Regions from separate parts of the Mus musculus genome. Here all the other regions are linked to region 1. A link is a contact called in public Hi-C data. All regions are on one chromosome and are shown on one strand. Each heading gives the region's core, a stretch centred on a gene start, on an enhancer-like site or on the middle of the called end of the contact. The rest is flanking DNA. Distances are from core to core; before and after follow the strand shown. Region 1 has its middle 53 kb from the start of Gm33570. Region 2 overlaps Asb7 (ankyrin repeat and SOCS box-containing 7). Region 3 has its middle 14 kb from the start of Gm33515.

Region 1 (4,856 bases), core at 1,441-3,940:
ACCTAGCAAAAGAACAAGACAAGTCTTGTGGCAGTGGAGATCCCACATTCTTTTCTGTTCATTTTTAAACAGTCCTTCTATGATGTGCAATCCTCCTGTGCCAGTCTGCCAAGTACTAGGATTCAAGATACATGCCACCAGAGCTGGTTCATACATTTACTGTATAGGACAAAGTCTTGCGAAGCTGGTCAGGTTTGAAGAAGGAAATGTGAAAGAAAAAAACTAATTATTTTTAAAATTACTTTTTAAACAACCTACAGAAACTCGAAGGAAGCTAGCCATGGCCTTTCAAGCACCTTACTTAAGGGGTTGCTCTTTAAAATGCAGTTAAGCAGAGGATGGGGTATCGCAGAGCACGCCTGTAACAACAGCATTTGGGAAATAAGTGTAGACAAGAAGATAACGAGTTGGAGGCCCGCCTGGAAAGTTGCAGGCCATACATAGCAAATTCTGTCACAAATGAACAACTAAAAGCATGCTAAGAATTAAATGTTAGTTGTGTGTTGGTTTCATGAGAAACTATATGCTAATGTCCCAAAGGAGCAGCAGGGTGGAAGAGAGAAGAGAGAGCTAGAGAGATAGAATTCAGTTGCTGAATTAAGGACATGTTGGATTCACTGTCTCAGGCCTGAGGGATTTTGATTCTGTGTTTATGAATGTAAAAGCTATTAGCCGAAACTGTTTCGGGATTGGCTACATGGAGAAGGCACTTTCTAGAGTTAATTCTATCACAGGAACTTCATTTGGGGATTGTTTCCCCCACAAAGCAGTGTTGGAACAAGGTCTCTTTTTCCAACTCGAATCTTGGGATTTTCCTATGTCCCCCGTCCCCCCCCCCCCCGTGGGACCAATAGAATCAGGCCACCCAGCTCACTAGGACTCTCACCTTTTCTCGCCCCAAATGCCAGCCAGCTCTGTTCTTTTCTTTGTTTTATTAATTATTGTATTTATTTACAGTCCAAATGCTGCCCCCTTTCCTGGTCCCTCCTCCACAAGTTCTTTACCCCATCTCTCCTCCTCCTTGCTTCTGAGAGGGTGCTCTACCACCCACCCACCTACTCCCACCTCACCCTTTTAGCATCCTCCTTCCCTGAGGCATCAAGTTTCTACAGGATTAAGGGTATCCTCTTCCACTGAGGCCAGACAAGGCAGTCCTCTGCCACATATGTAGCAGGGGCCATGGACCAGCCCATGTATGCTCCTTGGTTGGTGGTGTAGACCCTGGGAGCTCTGAGGGGTCTGGTTAGTTGATAGTGTTGTTCTTTCTATAGGGTTGCATTTCCCCTCAGATCCTTCAGTTCTTCCCATAGGGGCCCCTGATCTCAGTCCAGTGGTTGGCTATATCTGCATCTGTCTCAGTCAGATGCTGGTAGAACCTCTCAGAGGACAGCCATGCTAGGCTCCTGTCCTGTCTAAAGGAAATGCAGAGACAAAAAAAAAAAAAAAAAAAGAGTAGAGACTGAAGGAAAGGCCATCCAGAGACCCGCTCAACTTGGGATCTATGCCACGCACAGGCACTAAACCCCCACACTATTACTGATGCCATGTTGTGCTGTAGGCCTCTTTCTTTTGGGATGTCCCAATCCACTCCCATCCCACGTTAAAAACCTCGAGGAAGCTTCTGATTGGTTTAGCATTTGACTAGAGTTGTCTGCATTGGCTAGTCTTTGACTGAGAGTCTTCTGATTGCTCTATCCAGGATTCTGATTCCTCTGAAGACTCAATTGCCTTTGGCCGTCTGGGAGAGGAGCACTGAGTTCCTCCAGCAGGCACAGAGGTTTCAGCAGAAGCCATAGTAGAATCACACCAAACCTTGCAGAGTTCTGAGTGGGGCTGCCATTCTAGACAGATGGAGAATAAGCATCATTGCTTCAGCTGCTCCAAACTAGAACAGCTTAATCAAAGGAAATTTCCTCAAGACTCTACACACTTCCTAGAAGTATGTGAGTTAATATAGTGACTTCCCAGAGGACTGAGGAAGCCTGTGTGCCATCAGGAAAGAGCCTTTGCCCCAAGCAGTCCATCCAGGCTGGCTGGTCCTCTGATCACAGGACTCAGAAGTATCTGAGATGGCAGTGCTGGAAGTGGTTTAGTGCTTCCAGGAAAACCAAGGCTGTCTGGGAAGGAAGTGCTCAGGAATGCTTTTCCTGGTTGGTGGTCACTCACTCTGTTGTTACATAGTTTCAGCTCTGGTCCAGCAGACTCACAAGCGTGTGCAAGGAGGGAGCATGTCTCAGCTCCTGTCCTAGCCCTCAGTGACTGTATCAGCAAACAATAATGATGGCCTTCTTGTCTAGACTCCTGTGGGGGAGCCCAGGAAAACCAGCCAGGGCATGCTTCTTATGTGCCTTGGGCTTCTGTTTCATGTTCTGTATAATGGGGATGTCAGAAGTCCCTCACCTCACAAGATGGAGAACCAAGTCCTTTGAAGCAAATACAGCACCCAGTGCTGAGCAGAATGGCTTGTAAACACCATGTCAACTGCTAATTCTCAGGAGCTGGGATTAAAAACTCAGGCCTACCAGGATTCCTCCTCAGATTGCCCTGCACTGCTCCACGTGGGAGTGCTGGGAAATCCATAGAAGGGCAGGAGCCCTCAGAATTGCTGAGAAAGTCTCCAGCCCATGGCAGGCGAGGCCTCTACATCTGGAGCTGTAGGCTGCCAGCCTGGGTGGATCATTCTGGCAGCTCTCGGGAAGGCAGGGCTTGTGGAGGTGGCCCTGAGGCCCAGCAGCTGTTGGTCATCCCAGGAGGGCAGTGTTGTCATAGACTTGGCCAGGCAGCTAAGGCTAAAAAGCTGATCTAATGTGTCCATGCTGGGCTTGTCTGGGTTGTAAAACTCTACAACAGTCTAAAGCAGAGGAGATTCAAAGGATGGTAAATCTCCTTACCGCCCGTGCTCCTGGCTTTCAGGTGGGGTGGGTGGAAAGAAGAAGCTTCGCCAGGCAAGACAGTGAAGTCAAAGCTACAGAAGGTGGAAGCTCAGGGCCAGGTTTTTATCTCCTCTGTCCAGTGCCTATGGCTCCCTCTGCACATGTTCACCAAGCAGAGACTTTGCTGGGCCTGGGGCTAAGGGAGGCACCAAGGAGAGCAACAGTTATGGGGGAGGTAGCATATGACATCCCAAAGTCAGGAAGACCCCCACAAGCTCTCACTGTGCCTTCTGGCTTGGAGGGAAGCCAGACACCCTGATCCTATGAACAAGATGTCATGGCTGGCCTGTTATTGTAATCCCTAAAGGTTTAGAGGATAACCCCTCCTACTATAATCCCAGGCTTCCAAAATCTTTTTCCTATAGTGAACATAAAGACTTGAGGAAATCCTTGGAAAAGAGAGATGGGGAAAGAAAGCCAACTGAGCACCAATGTTCACCTCTCTCTGCTTTCTACCATAGATACAATGTAGCCGATCAAATGCTTCTGCCATCATGATTTCTCCTACCATGGTGGACTGTGCCCTCTCAATACTGTGAGACAAATAAGCCTGCTCTCTTATCAACTGCTTCTGTTGGGCATTCTGCCACAGTGTCAAGAAAATCAGTCAATACATTGAGTTCTAACAGCTCAGCTGAGATACTCTACCATTACCCAATCCCAGTGAGCTTCAGATTAAAGGGTATGGCAGCCAGAACCCAATTGGTCCAGCAGGATTCCAGAGATCTCTACTGTATGCAAGTTGTGGCTCTCCAGACAGACCTCTGGGCTATGATGAGCAGTTTCACTCTGTTCTCTTCTGTGGGCTTTTTTTTTTTTTTTTTTTTTTTTTTTTTTTTTTTTTTTTGTCTGATTGGCTCAGGTTGCTCTGATGTAGCAGAACAGATAGTCAAGTCACCTTCAAAAGTGATGGGGTTACCTTATTACTAAGATATCCTGGGCTGGACTTGGAGCCCACTGGCTGTAGAAGCTGAGGAAGCCCTGTGTGTCCTTTTCATCTCCTTCCATGTGTCTCCTGTCACCAGGCAGCAAGATTGTAAGAAATACAGACAGTGAACTTCAGGAGAAAGAAGAGAGGAGGAGAGAGGGTGGGGAGGGTAGGTAAGCCTATCTTGTTTCTGGTCTCTTGGTCCCAAGCCTTCAATCTGTGAAAGAGAGCACAGGCATCTCACCCCTTACTGTGAATCCTGAGGACAGGATCAGGTTCTTCTGGGGGCAGGGGCAGGAGTGGATTTTTGGCCTTCGTGTATTTCAAACATTCTTCCAAATGGATACTTACATGTCTCCAGGTCACAGGGCACAGACTGGCCTGAGGGTCATTAGAATGACTACTGGAGTTGCCTCCTCTCCCTGGCCCAAATATTCAGGAGGAATTATGGGTCTCCAGGGCACTCCTTGTCTGACCCCTCCTCCTTAACTGTGCTGTAGATATTACTGGCTGTGAAGCCTCACCAGGTATCCAGCCACGTTACTCAAAACACCACCATGTATAGGTCCAAGCTGTATAGAGATCAGAGATGGGAGTCAGGATCTAGCCAGTGCTAGAACCTCTCTGCTCAGTCCAGTGCTGCTGGGCTCTTGGGAAGGGGACTGTAGGTAAGGGGGCTCTTTCAGGTTGAAAGCCAGCCAAGCTTTCTAATATCACAGTCATCCAGACCTCTGCTTGGTCTCCTTGGTCTCCAGACTTCTTTTACATCTCTGATCATAGTCCTAACTCTACCTTAGGACTTGCCTGCTTTCTGCTTCACAGAGCAAATTTGGGACCAAGAGATCAGGAACAAGAGGGGCCTCTCCGCTCTGAGTACCTTGGTATCCCTCCTTCCCCACCCCTACATCTCCCAGTCTCTCAGCACCTGCCCTACATCCCCCTGCTCACTCTTCCTCCAATCCTTTCCTGGTGGTAACAGCTGTGAAGAATTAGGT
Region 2 (4,856 bases), core at 1,623-4,122, 120 kb after region 1:
TGGAATCTCCAGGAGGTGGGACATAGCTAGAGGACAGAAGTCAACGAGAGCAGAGCACTGGGAGTTGATTATTATTCCTGGATCCTTTTCTGTGTCCTCTTCTCTAACAGGCAGATGCCTCCATCTCTGCCTTTATATATATGGTCCTGAGGGTGAGAGATTTAAGGATACTGGCAGCTGTCAGATAACCAATTGTAGTTTAGAATGAGACTAAGGATAGTCTCTATGATTCCAAGCCTGGCATTCTTTCTACAAATCAAAGAACTGTGGGTCTGTCCCGATGAGAGTCTAATACAAAGGGGAGCTTCCATGAGCAGGTGGTTTCTCTATGCCTCAGTTTCTCCACAACAAAACATGGCCTGGTTGAGATGCTCTCTGGGGTGGCCTGTTTTGACTCTGAGGCTAGGACACTGCAGCTTCTCTACAGAGCTCTTTGCAAATGACATCCTGCTTGCCTGTTCATTGTCAGCATCTAGGGAGTTTGAAAGCCACCTTAAGCTAGTCTGAATCGCTAGCTCACAACCATGGTTGTCACTGAATCCAAAAGAGAAGCAATAAAATCCAAAGTCTTTTCTCTCAACAGTACTGAATATTATCAACATAAGGAAAACTTGTTCAATAATGGTTCAGTAGGTGTCTGGAGTCACACAGGACATAACGGTATAAAAAGGCTATCCCATATTAAATACTTGCGGCTTCTTGTCCAACAGAAGTGTGTGATATGTCTAGAGTCCTTTTACCGTTTTACAAGTGAGGCATACGTAGCTCCACTCCATTTTACTAGTAGTCTCAGAGACATTAAGCAATGTGCTTCAAAACCCAAGGAGATAGCGTTTTTCAGAAGCCAGCAATCATTTAGTGTCAAATCCCATTATGTCTTTCAAAATTACTGAGGATACGAAAGAACTTTGTTGTGGGCCACATCTTTGGTGATGACCACATCACAAGTTACAACAGAAATTTTATAAATACCTGTAAATCCATTTAAAAGTAATTAAATCAAACCAACTGCATATTGAAATGAACAACATGATAAAAACTGTTTTACAAAACAGTCAAAGGGGTGTGGCACCCCTCACCCCCACCCCATTTGCCATGCTTTGTAACACATGGCTTTCCAGAGAATAGCTAAGCTTTCTTGTGTACATTTGCATTCAGTCTGTTGAAATAAAAACCACACCACATAGTCTCCGGAGAGGAGGAACATGAAGATGGGCAGATAACACCATACTGCTGCTATGAGCTCACGCCAACCTCATAACCTCCCTGGGAGGGTCCCAGGCTGTTCTTGGAGAAGCACCACTCTTCTGAGTACCTCATCTCTTGTTTGCACTGTTTTAATAGTGACAATGCAAAATCAAGTAATTTTTCCTAAGTGGAAAGAACTCCATAAGACTTAGAACTCCTGATCTAGCAATGACGCTTCGTAGAGGGGCACTTCTCTAGTGAGCGCAAGACCTCATCAGATTCAACTCCAAAACAGGAAGGAAGAAGAAAAGACTCTAGAAGGCCTGGGTGAGACCGCTGCTGCTCTCCATCAGTACCTCACCCATGGTCTCCTAGGAGCCTCAGGGCAGGAGAGCTCAGGCTCTCTCTCCATCATACACTGTCAGAGATACCTGCACCATTAGTGCTTAACTGAGTTTACCCAGCACCAAAGCATTTAAGACAACATTCCATTAAGTTCCTTATTTGTTTGCAGTGTTTCAGGGGAGGCTTGACGGGGGATTCTCTGGCAAAATAGTTCACTCACCCAGGGGCTGGTGAGGTAGTGCTGTGGCCACTGGGAGTCTACATGTTCTGGAATGCTCTGTTCAGTGGAGGTCCTAGGCCAACGCATATTGGAATGCTTTTCTCAGTTTCTAATTTTTCCTTTGTTTCTCCTTTAGCGACATGCCATGAATGACATCCTTTAATATTTTGGAAGAATGTGGTCTTTTAAAGCTCTTTTTAACCACATGTAACTCCTTACTGCAGAGCTGCCTTGAATGGTAAGGGCATACTGTAGTGGTTAAACTCAACAATCCTGGAGTCAGGACACATGCTTGGCTCCTAGTCACTCACAACCCACATGGTCCTCGCCAAGGTGTTTAGCCTGGTGCCTTAGTTTCTTCATAACAACACCTACCTCAAAGGTTGTATAAGAAGTAAAAACATTCACTGTGGCAAAGTGGTAAGACCAGTGTAAGGCAAACCGGAAATAACCAGAAAGCAAATTCTAAAAATATTAGTTGCTAAACACTTATAGGGATAGTTCTTCTCATTTTCAGGAAACAAGAAGGCCATTCTTGGAAAGTGGTCTTCATCTTCATGTGGAAAGATGGTAAGAAAGCAAGGCTGGAAAGGGGCAAGTAGTAGCCACTAGCAGGGAACAGTTGGCAAACTGCTGGAAGCCACTGTTATGACTTCAAAGGGCTGAATATGAAGACTTTTGCTGTGTAAAAGGACACACGGTGGCAGGGAGTGGGTGTCACTACCTCCCTGCGCACACCAAGAAGTGAACTCCGTTGGCTTGTCAGCATGCGGAGGCAACAGCAGGCTACTGGCAAAGGGCAGTAAGGGCACTCAGGGCTACTGTGCCTCCACACACATCTCGGGAATCCTTCTGCAGGGACAGCATCTTGGGACTAGGAGATCATGATTACAAGATTAATATTTATTTCTTGTCAACGGACCACAGGAAAGCATCGCCTGAGAACCCACTGCATGCTTACCATGCTTCTCTTCTTACAAAGAAGAGAAGGAAGGAGGAGCAGAGAAGAGGACACAGACGACAAGAGGAGGGACAATCAGCAGACCTGCACACACCACCCACTAGGCATCACAGGCAGCGAGGAAGTGCTGCTCCACAGTGGGCTGTAACAGGGAGGCTGAGGCCAGCTCCCCACAGACTGTAATTTATGGACTCATAAACACTGGAGGATGCAGCAGGAACTACAAGGTCTTCAGACTAATGAATGCCAATGGGATTACACAATAGTTCAAAGAGTTAATCTTTCCTAGTGTGGAGAAGCCTATCATTATTAATAACCAGGCTGGCACAAAATAGGAAATCTGCTGCTGACCGTCCCAGTTTAGAATCAAGAGGAAGCCTGAGGGGATAACTTAGAAAAGTACCTGTCCCAAAGGCCTCCCCACCTCTACACACACCTTGTGGCTTTCGTGAGGGAGGCCTAACTGATTTCTTAGGATAAAGATATCTACACTTGGGCACTAGAAAGATGACTCAGCTGCTAAAAGGGTGTGAGGTGGTCTTCCAATTTCCAGCACCCATGCCAGCTGCTCACCACCACTGATCACTCCAGTTCCAGAGGCTCTAACGCCTCCGGGCTTTGTAGACACCTGTACTCATGTACACAGACACCCATCCATAATTAAAAATAAATCTTTAAAGCATACTAATTACTCATAAAGGTAGACGAAGACCAAACATCTGAAACAGTCAAGGGTAACCACACAGAAGATGAAGTCCTAGGCTTCGCTGTAGAGGGGGACAGTGATACAGAGGGGAGTAGGCCAAGAAACCGAGGGCGCTTGCTGCCCTCCTCCAGACTGCTTCAGGGTCTGTCATTCCCTAGAGGGCCTCTTCATCTCTGCCAGCATCCAGGATGGTCTCCTAATATTTCTGTTTAATTCCAGCTCCCATTTTAAAATTTGACTTTTTATTTTTGAGACAAGGTCTCATTATGTCGCCCCAGCTGACCTGGAACTTATTGTACCAGGTTGGCCTACACTTCACAGAGATCCACTTGCCTTTGCCTTCTGTGTGCTGGGTTAAAGGCATGCCCTGCCACATCTAGCCAATGACACAGTATTCTTTTTGCTCTTGCTTCTAAAGTCCTCTCACTGGGACTAAGTATAAAGTGGGGTAAACAACTCTTGCTTTGTAGGTCCAATGGCCGGTTCTAGCTCCCTTAAAATAAAAATGGCAGTATTGACTTACAGTTCAAACATACAGTATCAGCTTTCTGGCATAAATTTATTGGTTACATTTTCCTCAGGTGGCTGAGCACTGGTGGTCTGAATGAGACGCCCTCCATAATCTTGGGCACAGAAATGCTTGGTCTCCAGTGGGTGGCACTCTTTGGGGTGCCTTAGGAGGTGTGGCCTTGCTGGAGGAAGTATGTCACTGGAGGTGGGCTTTGGGAGTTTAAAGCCATTCCTTTTGCTAGTTCACGCTGCCTGGTGCTTGTGGCTGCTGCTTCCTGTTCCTGCTGCCACGCCTTTGCTCTGCCCTTCAGCCTCTCATCCTTTCTTCTAGACATGCCTTGTCATGGTGTTTTATCACAGTGACTGAGAAGTAACAGAGTCAGGCAAAAGTGATCCGTGGTTTTCTCTCAAATGTCAAGGCATCTATAGGTACCAACCCTGACAGTAGGGATTTATAAACACCTCAAGAAGGTATGGAAGAAGAGCCTTTCAGGTTAGTGAGAAGAGAGGGATTTATTTAAAAGGATGGTCTCTGTGTCAAAGAACCTAAGATGTGGTGTTATCTAAATGACCACAGTGTTCATTTTTAATATGTTAACAGTAGAAACTCCTGTAAGGCTCTAAAGTAGATGATCTGGCAAAAGTTTCCAATTCACTAGGGAAAAAAAAAATGTAAAGACCCTTAGTTAAAACGAGTCACATGAATTCTCCACATAGAGAGTATACTTATAATAGGTCATCCCATAAAATAACAACAGAAGCACTAGGAATGAGCATAGTAGGTCAGGACGGTTGTCATCTAGGCTGTGTGTGTGGTGAAGCCACGGCATACTACTCTGGGCTGAATTTAGCTCAGAAAGCCACAGCCTGTTTGACGTCCTTAAATTTTAAAACACTGAGAGGCCATGCCTTTTGTTAGCCTGCAT
Region 3 (4,856 bases), core at 1,644-4,143, 86 kb before region 1:
CATTTAATCTTCACAGATGAGATATGAAGATGAATCCTTTGACTAGTAAGTAATCAGGGTTAGATGAAGCTATGAGGATAGGGCCCCATGAGGGTATTAGTATCTTTTACAAAGATGAAAAGAGACCCAAGCTAGCAGCCTTGCTCTGTCTCTCACCATGGGATACCCACAGGACCCTGTAGAACCCTTACCATCAGGAGCTTCTCCGGATGCTGCCCTTTCCTCAGACCTGCCAGCCTCCAAACTATAAGAAATCCATTTCTTCTCTTTATAAACCACTCTGTCTACTGTATTGCGTTTTAGCTACACTGAAATGGGGGCATCTGCTTTGGTCCTTAATATAGCAGTGTGAGAAGATGCTGAGGCCTATTGGGAGGTGGTTGGGTCACTGTACCCCTTGATGGTGGGATTGAGGTAGTTCTCATGGGCCCTTGTATAGTCTCTGTGAGAGGATTGCTACTTAAAAAAAAAAGTGAACTTGACCCTTTCTCTCAGGCATCCTGTTTCATCAAATGGCCTTTTCTGTATGTGTTTCTCCCATGTCATGAAGCCGCCACTGACCTTTTAAACTTTGTAACAGTGACCTAAATAAATTCCTATTACTTGGTACATGACTCAGCCTCAGACAGTTCATTATAGCCAGTGAAAAGATACTAAAACGATATCACTTTGTCCAAGAGGCCAAGAATGGAGGACACATGAAATCAGGCTGTAGAGACTGGGAACCAGAGTGTCTTTCCCATCTTTGATGGTACGTTGTCCTGGGCAGGTTCCTGTGACTCCTTTAGTCTTGCCCTTCTTATCTCAAGCATCAGAGAGCCACACCCACTAGGAGGCACAGTGGCTAGACCTCTGAGATAGCCCTGAATGGCATCTCTCCGTGTCCACATCCGTGTGCAGTCCCTCCTTCCCATGCTAACTCAGGGGTGGCTTCACCCCTGCACTGCCTCAGCTCTACAACACACTGGGGATGCCACATCCACCTGAGTCTAATCTTTAAGGACTTCCTGTGTCTTCCTCTGCACTTTTGTGGGCCTGAGCCCCCATGTAAGAAGTTCAGATATCTCTCAGGAGTAACTCCATGAAGAAGCCATGTTGGAAGAAAGAGGCTCCACCATCCCAGAGAGAGGCGGATACAACTGTTCCAATATCTTGACTGAGCTATTCCTACTGAGACTCCAGAGAGGTAAGTCAAGCCACCCTGGATGACTATGATTAGTGAGAGACTCCAGGCAAGACCAGCAGGGGACATGTGAGCTGAGATCAACTCTGCCCTTAGGACCCTAAGAAAGACTGGCGAATGCTAGGGAGTTTGGGGCTGTCTGTCATGTGACAGAAGTCATGGGACCTAGCACAAAGTACCTATATAAGTCCCACTGTGAGGACTAGAGGTACTAAGTCCCAGGTATGAGGTCACAGGCTCTCTAGTTTCCCCTCTTTCTCCTCAGAAAATAGGCCATGTGTTCCACCCCCAATCTGCCAAAAGGCTGACTGGCCTTTGAAGTGGTGGCTACTGCACATGGGGACAGGGATGGGATGGGTAGGGGACATGAGCCTAGTCTACCCCAACCCCCTTGTAACCATAAGATGAGTTTAGGGTGCTATCTAATGCCTGGATCCATGTCCCTGGGCAGGTAGGCTAGGCCTGGTTAGGTCATGTGGTGTGGAACTCCCCCTGTTATCCCTCTGCCATTTCACCCCCTCTAAAAGCAAAAGCCAGAAACCCTCTTTATTCTCCCACGTTTTTCTTCAGGGAGTTGAAGGTACTTTTCTTACTCCATCATCATGCAGTGGATGGTGTCTGTCTCTCAATGCAGCTCCTTTCTGGACCTGAAGGTCTGCTTCTCTCCCTCAGGGTCCCGACTCCTATCCCAGCTCCTCTTGGGTTTTGAAGGGGAGGCCCTCTCCTTCTCTTCCTCTGGGGACCCCATTGTGATGTGATGCTGTATCTCCCTAAGTCACTCCCCCACTTTAAGGCCCAGCCACAGCCCCTGTGAGCTCAAGGCCCTCCCCTAATAAGACTCATCCCAGAGTCTAATCCTGTGGCAGCTCCTTCCCTGAACCTGCGGCAGGTGTTCAGGCTGATCTGACCCCGTCATACGCACAGGTAGCGGGTGCTTCTCCTGTGTGCGTACTCAGAGCGGTGCACAGGTAATCTCTCCCAGGCCCTGACTTGTGATATCCCGGGATCTTGTCTAATTCTATGGCAAAAGGCAGAAGATGAAGGAAGTAAGGGACCGAGGCTCCATAAGACGAATCAGGAAACAGGAACCCTCAACACCAGAGGTACTGGACCATTTTAAAGCTGAAGGTGGTCTCTGAGAGGTGTAGGCAGGCCCTCCCCACCCCCATCCCCAGCAGCAGATGTGAGAACTTCAGGAGGATCCTAAAGGCTACTACCTGCTTACAAACTCAATTTAATAACTGCATGGGAGAAATATTTTCAAACGTCTCTCTTTCACTCTGTCCGCCGTGCCCTTTGTTCCCCTCTCCCACATCAGTGTTGTGTGTGAGGGGGTCTGGAGCCAGCTCATCTAGATATGCAGGCCAGACAAATGTAAAACATGCTGATTTCTTCTTCTTCTTTTTTTTTTCTTTCAACAGCTAGTCCTGCCAAGCCCACTTCAAGGAAAAGGGCTGCATCATGTTAGCCCCATTTTGGGGAATGGTGGGAATGTCTTCTTTCTTTTTTTCTTTCTTTCTTCTTCTTTTTTTTTTTTTCTCTAGGTTTCCGCCTGTGGTTACCTTGCTAGGCTTCTCAGGCCCTTTGTGTCCCTCTGTCAGCTACATCTCAGCCCTTCCTGGCTCGGTTCCTCAGCACATCTGCTGTGGGCTCAGGGCCCAGGCATTGTCCATTAGCGGCTCCATACAGAGAGGCCTCCGCAGTGGCTGCACAGCTGGAGAGAGACCATACCCATGTATACACAGGCTCCCTGCCTGTCCCCCTCTACCCTGAGTGTTAGAAACTCAGGTTTCCTGTGAAATCATTGCCTTTGTAAACCAGGAACCATGCATGCAGCCGAGTTCCACAAGCCAATGCAGCCTCAAATGTTTCCTTCTCAGGAACGTCCCTGTGTGGTTGGGATGTTGAGATGTTGTTGAGAAAATATGCGCTTTGAGAAGGGGAGGAGAAAACAAGAGCTCCCTAGTCTGGGGCAAAGAGCCTTTACGGAGTGTCATTAGGAGTCCTGGCTGCTGTACACACTGGGGAACGTGTTTACAGTTGCTCCCTTGAAATGTGAGTTACAACTTTAACTTTGCCTAAGGCCTTTTCAGGATCTGAACTGGTTTCTTCGAAGGCATGGCACCACTTTACTATGCAACAGCCTGACATGACACTAAATCATTTTTTAGTTTCATCGAGTTGAGCCAGAGCCAAGGTATTCTCGGGTTGGGTTTGCACGTCAGCCTTTTAAAATAGATCTACAGTTAAAAAGAAACACACTAGAAAATACTTATCGCGTCAGTTCACTCCTGTTGTTATCCAACAATGATCTCTGTCTTCTGCAAGACACCTTAAGTTCTAGGGGCCCCAAAGGATGGCTCCAATTTCCATGCATCAGCGGCTGTTCCCCGATGCCTAGCCTGAATGCCACACGGCAGCAGGAGAGGGCCGGAAGAGGCGGCAGGCCATGGCAGAATGGGAGCCACACTTTTCCAAGGATGCCACAGTTAGGCAGCTCCACCAGGCCTAGGAAGGTACAAGAGCCTTTGTGATGAGATATTACGGTGATGCCTCAGTGAAGTTACCACCTTGCTGTGCTCCATCATCCTTCCTATGGACCCTGGATCCACTGAGGGCCAGAGTTCTCTCAGGAATCTTCCATCCTCTGCACCAAACTTTCCCTTCCCTCTTCCTTAACCCTACCATTGAAATATCTGTCTTGACTGTGGTGGATTATCCACATGCTGGCCTCCCTACCAGTGAGAAGAGGGTCCAAGGTCTTGCTCTTGAATATTCCAGACAGCTATGCTGCAGAAGCCCTCGTAGGTACTTCAAGTGGGATGCAGAGGCATAGCGTTCAGGACAAGTTCCCTGTTCGTACCCAACGCTCAGCACAGACCCCCATCTGTCTCTCATGTCTTCCTCACCACTCTTTTGGACCAGTCCCATGCTGCTGATCTGGGGCTCTCCAGCCACATTCAGTTCAGAACACAGTCCGGAGGTGAGATAAGTGTGAGGACGTCGGGTGTAGACGATGGGAATCTTCTTCTAGTTGCAATCACTTCTAGCAAGCTTCCAGAGACAATGGGACTGGGCAACCCTGAGGAAGAGGTAGGTGGCTAAGTAGAGGGTAGTGTGGTTTGCTGGCTCAGAGTGCTAGGGAAAAATGCAGTCTGTGGACAGGGCTGTGGCTTGGTAGCACAACACTTGCCTGGCATGCTCAGGACCCTGGGATTGGTTTCCTCCAGCACTAAGGAAAGGGGTGGACAGGGTGTGTGTGTGTGGAAGACGAAAGGAAGGGAGGGAGAAGGAAGGAAGGAAGAAGAAGAGGGAAAAGCTGATCTTTTTAAAAATTTTTATTTATTTTTTATTAGGTATTTATTTCATTTACATTTCCAATGCTATCCCAAAAGTCCCCCACACCCTCCCACACCCACTCCCCCACTCCCCCACTCCCACTTCTTGGCCCTGGCATTCCCCTGTATTGAGGCATATAACGTTTGCACGACCAATGGGCTTCTCTTTCCACTGATGGCCGACTAGGCTATCTTCTGCTACATATGCATCTAGAGACACAAGCTCCAGGGGTACTGGTTAGTTCATATTGTTGTTCCACCTATAGGGTTGCAGATCCCCCCAGCTCCTTGGGTACTTTCTCCAGCTCCTCCATTGGGGGCCCTGTGATCCATCC

What was found. A called contact is a pair of places that touch in the nucleus more often than the background predicts.
Region 2: a Hi-C map of uterus shows a contact between it and region 1, with 4 times the contacts expected there. The contact joins two enhancer-like sites. A contact is called at or near these places in 15 of 484 Hi-C or Micro-C datasets (3T3-L1-derived adipocytes, the C2C12 cell line, adipose-derived mesenchymal stem cells and 7 more), 2 of 115 datasets of contacts at active chromatin or transcription factors (embryonic stem cells and fibro-adipogenic progenitors) and 3 of 9 other capture datasets (adipose tissue, embryonic stem cells and pancreatic islet).
Region 3: a Hi-C map of uterus shows a contact between it and region 1, with 2.3 times the contacts expected there. The contact joins two enhancer-like sites. A contact is called at or near these places in 14 of 484 Hi-C or Micro-C datasets (the 3T3-L1 cell line, the C2C12 cell line, the HPC-7 cell line and 7 more), 2 of 115 datasets of contacts at active chromatin or transcription factors (embryonic fibroblasts and embryonic stem cells) and 1 of 9 other capture datasets (embryonic stem cells).

Annotation. Positions count from the first base shown.
Region 1 is chr7:66,526,386-66,531,241 of GRCm38.p6, forward strand. No RefSeq gene overlaps it. Among named protein-coding and RNA genes, the nearest start is that of Gm33570, 53 kb to the right of the region's middle. Within about 2 kb of position 2,691, at least 23 of the 459 cell types and tissues checked have an H3K27ac peak or open chromatin away from gene starts, as enhancers often do. A contact at or near this core is called in uterus, where this site is marked.
Region 2 is chr7:66,648,214-66,653,069 of GRCm38.p6, forward strand. All of the region lies in intron 5 of Asb7 (ankyrin repeat and SOCS box-containing 7), which reads right to left. Among named protein-coding and RNA genes, the nearest start is that of Asb7, 39 kb to the right of the region's middle. Within about 2 kb of position 2,873, at least 47 of the 459 cell types and tissues checked have an H3K27ac peak or open chromatin away from gene starts, as enhancers often do. A contact at or near this core is called in uterus, where this site is marked.
Region 3 is chr7:66,439,843-66,444,698 of GRCm38.p6, forward strand. No RefSeq gene overlaps it. Among named protein-coding and RNA genes, the nearest start is that of Gm33515, 14 kb to the left of the region's middle. Within about 2 kb of position 2,894, at least 30 of the 459 cell types and tissues checked have an H3K27ac peak or open chromatin away from gene starts, as enhancers often do. A contact at or near this core is called in uterus, where this site is marked.